2 separate regions of the Bos taurus genome follow, and region 2 is linked to region 1. A link is a contact called in public Hi-C data. All regions are on one chromosome and are shown on one strand. Each heading gives the region's core, a stretch centred on a gene start, on an enhancer-like site or on the middle of the called end of the contact. The rest is flanking DNA. Distances are from core to core; before and after follow the strand shown. Region 1 holds the start of SUB1 (SUB1 regulator of transcription). Region 2 has its middle 13 kb from the start of TRNAG-CCC.

Evidence for each region. A called contact is a pair of places that touch in the nucleus more often than the background predicts.
Region 2: a Hi-C map of an unstated tissue shows a contact between it and region 1, with 4 times the contacts expected there. The contact joins the enhancer-like site here to the promoter of SUB1 in region 1. A contact is called at or near these places in 2 of 11 Hi-C or Micro-C datasets (blood and an unstated tissue).

The regions. Positions count from the first base shown.
Region 1 is chr20:41,085,596-41,093,204 of ARS-UCD2.0, reverse strand. SUB1 (SUB1 regulator of transcription) reads left to right here and starts at 3,518. Exons shown (of 5, transcript NM_001105407.1): 1 at 3,518-3,556; 2 at 6,119-6,191. The coding sequence starts at 6,120.
Region 2 is chr20:41,150,158-41,157,766 of ARS-UCD2.0, reverse strand. No RefSeq gene overlaps it. Among named protein-coding and RNA genes, the nearest start is that of TRNAG-CCC, 13 kb to the left of the region's middle. Within about 2 kb of position 2,911, at least 7 of the 102 cell types and tissues checked have an H3K27ac peak or open chromatin away from gene starts, as enhancers often do.

The DNA.
Region 1 (7,609 bases), core at 2,269-4,768:
ACACGACACATTAGGAGCAAGATGCGTCTGCACTTTAGGTTTCTGAATGATATGATTACAGGCACAATCGAGCAAATAAAAACCAGAACAACCAACATATGAACCCTGAGCTTCCACATACCCCTTTCAGGTGAGACGCTGACACAGACCATCATTATCTAGGAGAATATGGCTTTCATTAAATCTCAGTGTGTCTCCCAAGTGGAGTGCTTATAAAATAAGTTCTTCTAAACCATGTACACGTAACTTTGAAATGGAGACACACAGATACATGTAAACATCAAAAGAATCACTCTGTTCCACGTCTGGGTCCAAACCAGTCCAGGCTTGGTGGAATATTAAGAGGCTGGGGCCTGATTAAACAATGAGGATGCAGGAGCTCAGACGGTACTAAATAAATCATTAGGAGACAATCAAGAAATGGCTTGTACATTAAACCATTTCAGAAAACCAAGTTTGACTAAATACTTTCAAGTTTGTCTTACTTTAGAAAAGCAGAACATTTAAAATCAAAATTATCTGAGTGTATTTAAAATTGCCACCCTAGTTCATAGTAATTTTCTATTTTATTACTTTTGGGCTAAGGATTAAATATTTTCTTAGGCAAAAATCTTTTCTATGTTCTCAATTATCATGCTGTGAACAATTTTTGTTTCATGGTTCTTTTGTTTTTTTTATTACTTACAGTTTTGTTCATCTTCATTGAATTTCATATTTGAGAGACTCTTGTCTTGATTGAAACAAATTTGCAGGACCATTGCTTTCCTCTGGTTTGGAGATAAGACTCTTACATGGCCTTGTGGACCGCCTAGAGATCACGGTGCATTGACCTCCACCCTTAGATTGTAGTAAAGGGGAGAATGTGAGCCCTTACTTTCTCAGACTTGGGTCAGGGAGCTCAGCAGGGCCGTGTCTTTTTGACTGACCCCATAGGGACTTCATTGTTTCTTTATGACTTCAAGAATAGGGATCCATTTTGTAACTCCTCAGAGGAACTGTTCTTTGGCTCATAACTTGTCCTTTTCTCCATGGATTAATTTTCTTGCCTTAATTTCACAGGAATGTAAGCTTCAGGAGCTCTGTAAGGGCTGAGGTTTTTGTCTGTTTTCTCTTCTGCTGTATTTGTACCACCAGCATCTGAGTCAGTGGCTGGTGTACATAGTAGGTGCTCAATAAAAATGTGTTCAATGAATTTCTAAAAAAAAAAAAAGTCAACATTAAAAAAAACGAACAGCATGGCATTCGGTCCCATCACTTCATGGCAAATAAATGGGAAAAAAGTGGAAACAGAGGCAGACTTTATTTTTTTGGGCTCCAAAATCACTGTGGATGGTGACTGCAGCCATGAAATTAGAAGATGCTTGCTCCTAGGAAGAAAAGGTATGATAAACCTAGACAGCGTATTAAACAGCAGATACATCACTTTGCCAGCAAAGGTCTGTATAATCAAAGCTATGGTTTTTCCAGTGATCACGTACACATGTGAGTTGGACCATATAGAAGGCTGAGAGCTGAAAAATTGATGCTTTTGCACTGTGGTGCTGGAGAAGACTTGAGAGTCCTTTGGACAGCAAGTAGATCAACCCAGTCAATCCTAAAGGAAATCAACCCTGAAAGTTCACTGGAAGCACTGATGCTGAAGTTGAAGTTCCAATACTTTGGCCACCTGATGTGAAGAGCCAACTCATTGGAAAAGACCCTGATGCTGGGAAAGATTGAAGGCAAGAGGAGAAGAGGGCAGCAGAGGATGAACTGGATAGCATCAGCGGCTCAATGGACATGAGTTTGAACAAACTCCAGGAGACAGTGAAAGACAAGGAAGCCCGGAGTGCTGCAGTCCATGGGGTCACAGAGACGGACATGACTTAGCAATTGAACAGTGCTCATCTAATTACTACCCAGACCAAGATATATTCAGCATCCCAGCAGATTCCTTCATACTCACTCCAAGTGATAGTCCCCTGAGGCTAACCTGACCTAGATCGCTATGGATTATTTTTGCTTTTTTTGTGCTTTGCATAAAAGGAACTAGACAGCAAGTATTTCATTTTTAAGAAGTAGTCATGTAGCCTGATGTTGCATGCATAGAAGTGGGCTAGAGTGTTTGAGGTCTCCCTCAGCCTGCAGCATCCACGGTTTGACTCATGACTCATTCTCTGTATCACCTACAGCAGAACTCATTTAACCTTGTAAACCCTTGGTTTCTTTATAAAATGGAGAGAACAATCATTTCTACACTGGAAAGTGCTTATTAGGACGAGTGTTATATGTGAAGTGCCTCACTGCAGTGCCTGGAACATAGTGGATGCTTGATAAATGTGTGTTGAATATGTATTCTTGGCTATAATAGGCATTAATTAAATATAGATTCAAAGACTCTATGAGTCATATTCCTGCTTATGGCACGGATATCTCTTGCCTTCTGTGAACTCACATTTGCAGAACTTCAGTTTAGGTACATTTTTTTTTTTTGCCCCACAACTTGCAGGATCTTAGTTCCCTGACCAGGGATTGAACTTCAGGCATCTGGCAGTGAAAGTGCCAAGTCCTAACCACTGGACTTCCAGGGAGTTCCCAGAACTTCAGTTTAGGAATAAGTGTGTGGGTGTGTGGTAAGGACTTCTGGGAAGACTTTTTTGCACTTTCTGGAATTAAACGTTATGACTGTGGCTTCCTTCCTTTGAATTCTACCAGCCTGGATCAAATACCAGAGTAGGGGGTAGTGGGCAAGGATCATTTCTTGGAAAATGGGCCAGAAGTGTTGTACTTTTTCAGATCTTTTTTCAGACATTTCACTTTAATACAAGAAACATGTACGGAACAAGTGCAAAGCCCGGTGCTCATCAGTTTAGTCGCTCAGTCATGTCGGACTCTTTGCCACCGCATGGACTGCAGCACGCCAGGCCTCCCTGTCCATCATCAACTTCCGGAGTTTACTCAAACTCATGTCCATTGAGTCAGTGATGCCATCCAACCTTCTCATCCTCTATCGTCCCCTTCTTCTCCCGCCGTCAATCTTTCCCAGAATCAGGGTTTTTTCAAATGAGTCAGTTCTTCGCATCAGGTGGCCCAAGTATTGGAGTTTCAGCTTCAGCATCAGTCCTTCCAATGAGTATTCAGGACTGATTTCCTTAAGGATGGACTGGTCGGATCTCCTTGCTGTCCAAGGGACTCTGAAGAGTCTTCTCCAACACCACAGTTCAAAAGCATCGATTCTTCGGTGCTCAGCTTTCTTTATAGTCCAACTCTCACATCTATACATGACTACTGGAAAAACCATCGGTGCTCGTCATTCATGTTTAATTCGTCCCCTCTTTCACTCACAGTCAAATCCAATCTCCGCTGCATCTTTCCCGGTGTCACTTCAGGATGAGGGGTGGGCCCTTTAAGGCCCTGGAAAGGGTTTCGGTGTCGGTTTTTGGCGAGGAAGCCACGCCCCATCGCGTGTGCGTAATCTCAGCGGGGCGGGGCCGGCGTCTCTCTGCTGTCGTCACTTCCGTTTCTCTGTCAGTCGCTAGTGAGAGAGCAGGAGGCAATTCGGCTACTGGAGCGGAGCGTGAGTGCACGGGACCCCGCCCCCACTCCTACCCGTCGAAGCACCGCTCAGCCGACCCCTACCTTCCCAGCTGGGCCGCTATCCGCCTGACGCCCGGGTTCCTTGTCGGCTACGGCCGCAGGAAATGGCGGCGCTGCCTGATCGCCCCCTTCCCTTCCGCGGCCTTCCCGGACCCTCTCCTCCGTCCCCGACTACGAGCCCCACACATTTCAGGCCCCTTGGCGCCTGAAGCTGGCTCCCGGGAACGGCCCCTGGGTAGCGCGTGAGGCGATCTCGGGCGGCGGGTGCGGCCGGGCGGGGCCGAGGAGCCATGGGAAGGGGCCCGGGGCGCCCCCGGGACAATGCAGCAGCGGCCCGGTCCCGGGCGGGGGCGCGTGCGGGGCCTGCGTCTCTGGGGTCCTCATCCTCTCCCCGGAGCAGGGACGCTCTAGGGGCGGGAGGGAGCGGACCGGGTCGGAGGAGGCCGGGGGTGCGGCGGTGGAGTCCGGGGGTGGAGGAGTGAACGGCTGGTGTGTTGGGGGGCAGTGAGCTCTTCGAGGGAAGAAAATGGCGCTTGGTGCAAGTCCCTCCTCTTCCCACTCCGTCTCCTCTGCATTTCGCCGCCTCCTACGCCCCCTCCGACCAACCTGTCTCCCACCGCCCCAGCCATCGCCAGTCCCGGGGTTCGGGCGGCTTGTTGGCATCCCGGGACCCGCTTCCCCCGTTTGGGTGCTTACCACCCTCGTGTTGTACCGAATTCTAGTGCCCTTTAGTTCTGGTTTATCTTTACCTCTTATTTTCTAATCCTTCTTCCCCCAGGCCTTTATCAAAGATCGATTTCCTTTTTTTTTTTTTTTTTAAGCTGTTTTTGTTATTTCTGTATATTCCGCACGAGCGCTTTCGGTGTTACTTTGCCTGAATTACGAGCCACGCCGTCCCCACTCCCCGCTCCCGAACAGTAAAGGCTCATTAAGTAAAAGTGAAAATATATTTTGTTAGTAGTTCAAAGAATAGTTTAGTTACCACTACCTGGTTTTCATGACGGAGGGACTTATTTGGGTTAAACACGAGGTGGTTCTTTGAAATGATCTTAGCCACCCCGGGCACCTTTAATGAGCAGATGGTGTAGTTATGCTTGACCGTTTCAAAGTGAAAAATAGGTTATGTTCAATTTAATTACCTTAAAAAAAAGCTTCTTGGCATTATTAGCAGCTAGCATACAGAAACGACTACATTGATTTTGGAGATGAGGCTGTAAAGTGGAGCAGTAACTGGATTAATGTATAAAATGTGGTTGTAAACGTTGCTGGCTCTCCTCTGAATTTACTCTTCTTGTTGTCAAGAAATTGCCAGTTAAAATCAACATGGCTGGGTGGCATGGTTTGAGCTTTTTGAATTTAGTGGCTAGAGTAGGGATGGCCCATTTCTTTTACCTTGACCTCCTCTTGTGAGACACATTGAATGCCATTGCTATGCAAGTTTAGTCCAAAGTTGAATTATTTATAGTTGTTTGAAGTCTTTTTTTTTCTCATTTATTCAGCAAACATTTACAGTGTCTGTTGTGTATATTGGGCCCTTGAGGGCATATAGAAATTAATAGGGCTCAGTCTCTTCTGAATTGGAGGTGTAGGGAGCAAAAGATACTTGCTATGAAAATATATGGAGTTTTACCACTTGGTATTACAAGTGCTTTGAAAAGAGGTACAGCATGAAATTCCTTGAAATTTGGGAAACATAGAGGCACAAGACTCTGCTTTAGGTTCAAGCACTCTGTAAACTCCACAGGGAAGACACTAGCCTATGTACCTCTGTCTGGGGGGATATCCAAAATCTAGGGAACTAGGGTCATAGAAGGAATTGGAGGAAAGGATTTACCCCTCCCGTAAGCAGGTTCTTCAAATTTTAGTTATATTTCAGAGTAGAAAATCAGTGTGAAATGTAAGTGAACATTAATTATGTATAACTTTGAATCAGAACTTGCTCGTTTGATTGGAATGGTCAAAACGAAAAAATTAACCTATACAGAACATGAAAAGTATGATTATAATGGTAAAACTAATTAGATACAGACAGCTATATAGTACAGTTGTCCACCATGCTATGTGTACATTGGGATTAATTCCTGCAATGAATAATTGTATGTAAGTCTCATTGGTAGGAAATATAAAGCAATACTGAGAATTGTTCATATTTCTTCCTGGTTTGACAATGATTGCTGTCAGCTGTCTCTTTGCAATTTACTCTATCTGTAAACATCTAACTCTTATCCATAAGCATCTAACCCTGCTAAAATGAAGTATGAAAAGACCCACTGACTTTGAGAAAGAAAGAGATGTAGGAGTATGAGATGTGTATGACATTTAGTTCCTTGCTGGGTTTAGAACTCTTCCCTCTGCATGTTATTTTCAACATGGAAGAGCTTTAGATTAGAGCATAACTTCTATAGCATGTGCTCAGTGTAACAACTCCAGTGCCACACAGTGGTGGAATGAACTGTGGAACTTCTTGACTCTTTGGGGGAGAGTTAAGTTGAAGGTAATGAAAAAGTTTATGAATTATTTACATAATGTATTTTTCTTTCAGAATGCCTAAGTCAAAGGAACTTGTTTCTTCAAGCTCTTCTGGTAGCGATTCTGACAGTGAAGTTGACAAAAAGGTGACTATTACTACACCAGGTTGTTTTTGTGATACTTAATTCAGCAGTATTGGTTCTGAAGGACAGCAAAGTGTATCGGAACCCTAAAATGAGAGCCTGGATGGATGTTTCTGAAAGTGCAGGTGGCCCCTGACCCACTTGACTGAAATGCCTAGATGCTTGTGGTATACATGCAGGCCACGCCCTGAAGTCAGACTTGAGCAAGTTTTCTGACTTCAAAGTTTCCTGTTGAGGCTTTTTAGGAGCCTTACAACCACTACCTTAGACCCCGGGGGAATAGCACTAAGTTTAGGCCAAAGCCACTATTAGCTATTGCTTAGTAGGCTTCTTCAACTGTAGGTATTCTTTATAGTGCTTGTGCATTCTAAGTCATGTCTGCCTCTCTGCAACCCCATGGACTGTAGCCCACCAGGCTCCTCTGTCCATGGGATTTCTAAGCAAAAATACTGGAGTGGGTTGCCATTTCCTCCTCCAGGGGATCTTCTCTACCCTGGAATCAAACTTGAGTCTCCTGCATTCGCAGGCAGATTTTCTACCTGCATTAGCAGACAGATTTTCTACCTGGGAAGCCCATTCTGTATAGTAGTTGAGCCATATTATATGAACTTTTTGAAAACAGGTATCGGTTTGATAGTCTTCTTAGCCTTGTTTATCCAGCCTCTGAAGATTACATAAAATTTGGCTTGGTACATTTTAAATTAGAATGTTATTTACTCTGATCCTCTCCTTTTAGTTAAATCAGCACTCAGCAAAGCTAGCATGAAATTACCCATTTTGATAGAAAAGAGTTTTTCTGCATTAGATGATAATTGTGCTGTAAGCTTAACTGTGCATTCTGCTTAACTGAGCATCTCACACTGTAGTGAGGGCTTCTTCCACACAGAACTGTCCTTTATCTTCTAGTAGCTTACATAGTTGTGTTCTGAGCTCAGTTAATAGTATTAGTTAAAAGAGAGCTTCTATGAGAATCTTGAAATACATATCATAATTTCGCTTGGAAGATTGAAAAAAGCTTCAAAGAGCATGCATAGCTATATTTGAGAAGGAAATGTCTTTTAGTTTTTAATTTGCACACAGTATATCATTTGAACACATTGATTTAACAGATTCTTTACTGAGCTTTTACGTGCAGGGAATGCACCAGTCTACAGGGACTATACAGAACTGATAAAAAGAGTAATTGCTTAGTGAGCTAATTTTTGCTATTTATCCCAAATAGTACCATTAATCATGCAAGTACTTCCATTAGATGAATCCACTCTTTAAGTTTGTGTACATAAATATATACATTTTATTTTGCCTAGTATCATATAATTTGGTAAAACAGTAATAATTTATACCTTCCACTAAGGAACTAAGGAGCTTCCCTGATAGCTCAGTTGGTAAAGAACCTGCCTGCAGTGCAGGAGACCCCTGCA
Region 2 (7,609 bases), core at 1,662-4,161, 65 kb before region 1:
TTAAAAAATAATTACGTTAAAATACACTATTATTATTTATTTTGATGCTTTGCCCATTTTTAATTAGGTTGTTTGCTTTTGTTGTTGAGTAGCAGGAATTCTTTGCACATTCTGAATATGAATCTCTTGTCAGATATATGATTTGCAGTCCCATAGGTTGCCTTTTCATTTTGTTAATATTATCCTTTGATACACAAACAGTTTTAATTCTGATAAAGTCTAATTTTGCCTATTTTTATTTTTGCTGTTGTCTGTGTTTTTGGTGTTATATCAAAGACATTATTGCCAAATCCAACATTATAAACCTTTTCCTTATATTTTCTACTAGGAGTGTTACAGTTTAGTTTTTACACATGTGCTTTTACTCCATTTTCTGGTATTTTTGTATATGGTATCAGGTAAGGGTGCAATTTTATTCCTTTGAATGTGGGTATCCAATTTTTTTTTCCAGAACTGTTAAAAAAAATGTTATTTTCCCATTTAATGGTCTTGGTATCCTTGTTGAAAATCACCTGATTTGTGGGCTTTCTATTCTAGTCTATTGACCTATATGTCTGTCTTTATACCAGTGCCACCCTGCTTGTGATTACTGTAGCTTTGTAGTAAGTTTTTTTTATTTCAGTTTTATTGAGGTATAATTCACACATAAAATTGTAAGATATTTAAAGTGTACATTGTGGTGATTTGACGTACATATACATTGTGAAAGGAGTCTCTCCTAGTTAATTAACACACCCATAACCTCACATGTTCATCTTTTTCTTTTATTGCTGAGAGCATTTATGTTCTACTCTTGACAAATTTCAATTATATAATACTATAAACCAATCATGTTAGTATACCAATTATATATACCAGTTATATAATTATATATACCAATTATATATATATATATCAGTTATATAAAATTCCAATTATGTGCTGTGCTCAGTCACTCAGTCGTGTCTGACTCTTTGCGACCCCATGGACTGTAGCCCTTCAGGATCCTTTGTCCATGGGATTTTCCAGGCAAGAATACTGGAGTTGGTTGCCATTTCCTCTTCAGGGGATCTTCCTGACTCAGGGATTGAACACATGTCTCCTGTGTCTCTTGCATTAACAGGTAGATTCTTTACCACTATGCCACCTGGGAAGTCCGTATACCAACTATAGTCACCTGTTTTACATTAGGTCCTCAGACCTTATTCATCTTATAGCTGAAAGTTTCTACCCTTTTACCAATCTCTCTCTATTACCGGGTAACCATGTTTCTGCCCTCTGTTTCTATAAATTTGACTCCCCAGCCAGTATATGGAAACAAGTGAAGTATCTATCCATCAATAGATGAATGGAGATATATATTTATATGAATAGATGTATATATAGACACACACACAGGAATATTACTCAGTCATGAGATAGAAGGAAATCCTGCCGTTTGTGACAATATGGATGGGACTTGAGGGCATTATGCTACGTAAAATAAGCCAAACAGAGAAAGACAAATGCTGCATGATGTCACTTATATGTGTTTTCTTTAAAAAAAAAAAAAAAAAAAAAGGACTTCCCTGGTGACTCAAATGGGAAAGAATCTGCCTGCAATGTGGGAGACCTGGGTTAGATCCCTGGGTTGGGAAGACCCCCTGGAGGAGAACATGGCAACCCACTCCAGTATTCTTGCCTGGAGAATCCCCATGAACAGAAGAGTCTGATGGGCTACAGTCCATGGGGTCGCAAAGAGCTGGACAAGACTGACTGACACCATTTATTGAAGAGGCCATCCTTTCCTCACTGTATATTCTTGGCTCCTTTATTACCTTCTTTCTCCACTGAGCCCAGACTTAGGACAAAAAGAAAGGAATATTATTTTGGCTTTCTGAACTCCCAATACTATAGAATAGTAGTTTGTTGCTCTTGTTTAGTCTCTCAGTCGTGTCCAACTCTTTTGCAACCTTGTGGACTGTATCCCACCAGGCTCCTCTGTAAATGGCATTTCCCAGGCAAAAATAATGGAGTGGGTTGCCATGTCCTTCTCCAGGGGATCTTCCTAACCCAGGGATTGAGTTTGTGTCTCCTGAATTGCAGGCTGATTCTTTATCACTGAGTCACTGGGGAAACCCTGGGGGAGCCTCTGCATAGAATAGTATACAGAGTTAAAAATAACTAAATGGCTTCATATAGAAAGATTTGATTGAAGAAATCCTATTATTAGTTTAAAAAATCATGCTATAAAAGAAATCAGGTACTATATGATCCTGTTTTTTAGGAAAAGCTCCATAAGCTTATAATTCTCTATATTTGTCCATGTACAGCTATATATGTAAGTACATTGTAGAAAGTTCTGGAAGGACATGCTCCAAATTAACAACAGTGACTTTTGTATGTTGTATTGGATTTTTTAAAAAAATAGAATAAATCCATATAATGTAAAATGAGTCTCACAGGTGAGTCAAGTGTCTGGCTGAAAGCCTGAAGCCCTTTTTGAAGGTCCAGAGGCCTATTTTTATTATTTCTTGCTTAGGAGTTGAACCCTGGCACTCTGCAGTTAAAGTGTAGAGTCTTAACCCCTGGACTGCCGGGGAAGTCGGTGGACTTGATTTTTACGGAGTGCTTTCTGTGACAGGCACTGGTGGCTTGGCCTGGTTCAGTGTACAGCGTTGGGCCAGGCAGAAACTGTGCTTTTAAGGGGTTGCGGCACGTCTGCGTTTGCGACGTACCCACAATGAGGTGTGTAGAATGAAGTGTGAGGATGCCACCAGAACTATGACAGCATCTGATTCACCTGCAGACCTGTCCCTGAAAAATCTCTGTATGGGTATGGAGTGCGGAAATGCAAGGATATTCAGACTCCGGATTTTCTCCTTCCCTTTGAGGTACGTTGTAGTTTACCTTCAAACCACCAGGGGGCACACGCATTTAGGGCAGAGACCCAGCTTGGGTCTGGGCGGGAGCCGGGTGGTGTTGGGGGATGGGGAGGACTAATTACTTCCAAGTGCGGGGGACTCAGAGGCCTCTTCCCCGAGGCCAAAGAAATTAACTCTTCAATTGGCCAGTTGGGTTATATTTTTGAAAATTGGTTTCTGCCCTATGGCTAGTGGCTCTAAAACAGGTTTCTAAAAACAGTGTATTAACAAATGTTATTTAACTTTTTTTTTTTTTTCCATTTGACTCTTGATAATCCCAACTTTCAACTGAGAGCTCTTGGAGGTGGTTGCTTCTTTCTCACGTGTTAACTTTTAAGTCCTCTGCGAATATGGCAAAAAATGAGTGAGGGAGGAGACCACCATTTGTCCTCATTTTTGTCGTGAAAAATTAAATCACACACAAAAAGACGTATCCTCTTGTAAACGGAAAAAAAAAAGAAAAAAAGAAAAATGGCACAGAAATTCCTGGAAGCAACACTCCATCTTTTGTTTGTTTTGTTTGTTTTGTTTTAAGGTTGTGAGCAGATGGCCTGGCTCCATCAAATAGACACAAACTCGGAGCTGACTAGAAACGAGTTCACCGGGAATTCAGGAGAGCGGGCGGTGCGCACAGCTCACCCCATCTCCCTGGGGCTCCATTTCACGGAGTGTAGTCAGCCTACCGCGTTCATCTGAACCACATGGGGGCTTGTGAAAATGTGGCTTTCTGGACTGCATCCCAACCTATTGAATCAGAAGCTAAATCTCTGAATCTATGTTTTTAAACAAGTTGCCTAGTTGATTTCTTGTGAATGTACATTACTTTTGAGATGAGAGGTAGGCATCCTGGAGTGATATAAGAGGGGGACATGTGACACCTAGGGATATTTGTGTATTGGATTTCAGGGACCTTCAGTTCAGTCGCTCAGTCGTGTCCGACTCTTTGCGACCCCATGAATCGCAGCACGCCAGGCCTCCCTGTCCATCACCAACTCCCAGAGTTCACTCAGACTCATGTCCATCGAGTCAGTGATGCTATCCAGCCATCTTTGGGTAAAAGTCACGTCTCTCAGGAAGCTGCTCCCTGTGGAAAACAAAGGGGCTGGCAGCTTGACCTAAGGATGCCAGGAGAGGCTGTGAGCCTGTTAGGTCTGGCTGTGGCTGGTCATTGGGAAGCGTTTGGAAGGAGAAATGGGGATTATTGGACAGTACAGGAAGTTGCTCTGAAGCATCCCTGAGGAATTTTTGTTCTCCAGTACTCAGAAGCACCCAGAAATTCCAGAAAATAAAATCCAACAAAATTGGTACCTTCTGCAGAGCACCTGTGAAAAAGTCCTCTTGTTCCCAAATGTCTCCCTTACTACGGGAAATCTCACTTAATCATGCTTCCTGGAATTTCACCAAGTATAGCTTCATTTGTGCGGGATTTTTGTTTTGTTTTAAAATCTCCTTTTCAAATGCAAATCCCCCTGGGAAAATGAAGCTTCTATTCACACATTGGAGGGAATTTGCTTATTACCTCTTACTGCATAATTGTGATCTCTCACACTAAGAAGAAAAGGAAACATTTTTACTGAATTGAGAGGAAGAGGACTTTTAGAGCCAGGAAAGCTTAATGAGGGTAGAAAAGAGGGAATAAGACATTGATTCCAGGGACATTCTTAGCAGGGAAAACGCCAAGAGCTGCTTCAAGCCCTGGAATAATCCTAGCCAGAAGAAATGAGAAGTAGTACTGAGAGTGAGCTCTTGTCTAACACTCTGGAAATGAATTGTCCAAGGAGACATACATGCTGACAAAGCAAGAGACTTTATTGGAAAGGGGCATACAGGTGGGGAGCAGTAAAGTAAGGCGACCCAGGAGAACTGCTGTGCCAGGTGGCTTGCATCTCAGGTTTTATGGTGATAGGATTAGTTTCCAGATTGTCTTTGACTGATCATTATGACTCAGGGTCCTTCCTGGTGGTGTACGCATTGCTCAGCCAGGATGGATGCCAGCAAGAAGGATTCTGGGAGGTGAAAGGACACGTGATGTCTCCTTTTGACCTTTCCCGAATTATTTTGGTTGGTAGTGGCTTGTTAGTTCCTTATTCCTTACCAGGACCTCTTGTCGTAAAATAACTCATGCTAATGCATACTATGGTGCCTGGCCAGGGTGGGCAGTTTCAATCAGTGGGCTTCCCCTAACAAATCTAAATCACCCTAATTTCTATTTTGCCTCCTTGGTCTATAGAGTAGATTGTGCTGTGACTACAAACAGTCCCCACATCTCCGTGGCTTAGCAGAATGGAGGTTATTTCTTGATTATGTTCCCTGTCCCCTGTGGGTTGGCAGAGGGACTAGACTTGCTATTGTCACTTAGGGATCCAGGCTGGAGACCTCATCTCTACACGTGCTTCCAAGGTTAATGTGGCGAGAAAAAAGGAAAATGTGACAAATTACACATAGGCTTTGCATTATTCAGGGTTCTCTAGAGAAACAAAACCAATAGAACATGTGTGTGTGTGTGTGTGTGTGTGTATGTGTGTGTGTGTGTGTGTGTACAGAGAGAGACAGAGACAGACACAGAGAAAATTTACCTTAGGGAATTGCCTCACACAATAGCAGGGGCTAGAAAACCTGAAATCTTCAGGGCAGATTGGAGACCTAGGGAAAAGTTGATGTTATAATTCTGGAGGCAGGTGGGCTTCCCAGGTAGCGCTAGTGGTAAAGAATCCACCTGCCAATGCAGGAGACATATGAGACGTGATTTTGACCCCTGGGTCAGGAAGATCCCCTGGAGGAGAGCATGGCAATCCACTCCAGTATTCTTGTCTGGAGAATGTCACGGACAGAGGGGTCTGGGGGGCTACAGTCTGTGGGGTCACAAAAATTCAGACAAGACTGAAGTAACTTAACACACAGCACACTGGAGGCAGAATTCTTTTTTCCTTAGGGGACCTTAGTCTTTTTCTCTTAAAGCCTTTGGCTAATTGGATAAGGCCTACCCACATATGAAGGATTATCTGTTGTACTCAAAGTCTGCTTATTTAAATGTTACTCACATCTAAAAGATACATTTATAGCAACATCTAGACTTATGTTTGATCAAAAATTGGGGTCCACGGCCCAGCCAAGTTGGCACATAAAATTAACCATCATGAACTCACTCTTCAGTCTAGACAAGATACATCTCACTTGTGCTCAAATATCATTGGGCAAAGTATTTCACATGATGACAGCTAACTTCAAAGGGGCAGGGAAATGCAAATCCTACTATCTACTCAAGAGGAGGAGAACCGAATATCAGCCAATAGCCCTAGTGGCCACCATAATCCTCATTTCACTAAGGGAGTAGAAACATGATCTAAGCTAATGTGAAAGAAAAGTAGTGAAAGTGTTAGGCACTCAGTTGTGTCTGACTCTTTGCGACCTTATGGATTGTAGCCCACCAGGCTCCTCTGTCCATACGATTCTCTAGGCAAGAATACTGGACTGGGTAGCCATTCCCTTCTCCAGGGGATCTTCCTGATCCAGGAATTGAACCTGGGTCTCCTGCATTACAGGCAAATTCTTTACCATCTGAGCCACACACACACACGAAAAAAAACACAAAAAAACTAACGGGTTTCCTCTGTTTTCTTGGATCTCATCTATGGGTTGGTAGAAGGGCTTGCATATGCCATTGTATGGTTGGATCATTCAAGATGGCTGTTCTCTTGCTCTGTGTACATTCCCTGCTCGACAATTGCATGCTTTGCCTATGTCCTACTCATATGATTGGCCTTTCTACAACTTGTCCCATGCCCCAAGAGAATGATCGTTCTAGCTTTAGATCAGAACCTTTTAGTATATTTATCAAAGGGCCAATAGGGGGTTGCCCCCTCACCTGCTTTCCCTAGTAACTGATGAGCTAACCTGACATAATTCCCCCTAATCTCTCCTGCCTCCAGGAGTGAAGTCTGCCGCCTCATCCGGCCTGCCATGTGCTGTACATAGTAGGGTGTCGCTCCAGAACTTTGCTTCAGATATGTAAGCTCCTCCTGCATTAAACCATTGATATCTCTATCAATGACTCCAGGTTCTTTCTTCAGTCTTGAAGCTGTGCAGAAACAGGTTTTGCAGGCCTCTATGATGCCAGCCAACAGCCGTGATAGTGGAGGGCGTCTGGACCTCAGTCATTATCTACTCAAACTGGCATCTCCTCAGACACCCATCTGGTCTGTAGTTGTCTGCCCAGTTCATTCCTTCTTGCAGGGCTCCCTTAGAAGGCAGTGACTTTTTGGCCATATCTGTGCCTCTCTTGGGGGTTTCCCTGGTGGCTCAGTGAGTGAAGAATCTGCTGTCAGTGAATTAGATGCAGGAGACATGGATTCAATCCCTGGGTCGGAAAGATCCCTTGGAAGAGGGCGTGGCAACCCACCCCAGTATTCTTGCCTGGAGAATCCCATGGAGAGAGGAGCCTGATGGGCTGTAGTTTATAGGGTTGCAAAGAATTGGATATGACTGAAGTGACTTAGCATGCACACACGTGCCTCTCTGGGGCAAATGGGAAGTATTCTGCATTTACTGGGTTAACTAGGGCCCAAGAAACTCTTTGAGGCCGGGGTGGTAGGGAATGTTAGCTGCCCCTCACTGTCTTGGCTTCTCTTCTATACAAATAGAATACCTAATTTTAAACTGGGCACATGTTATCCAGACACAACTATATTTCCCAGACTTCTGTGCACCTTGGTAGAATCATGAGACTA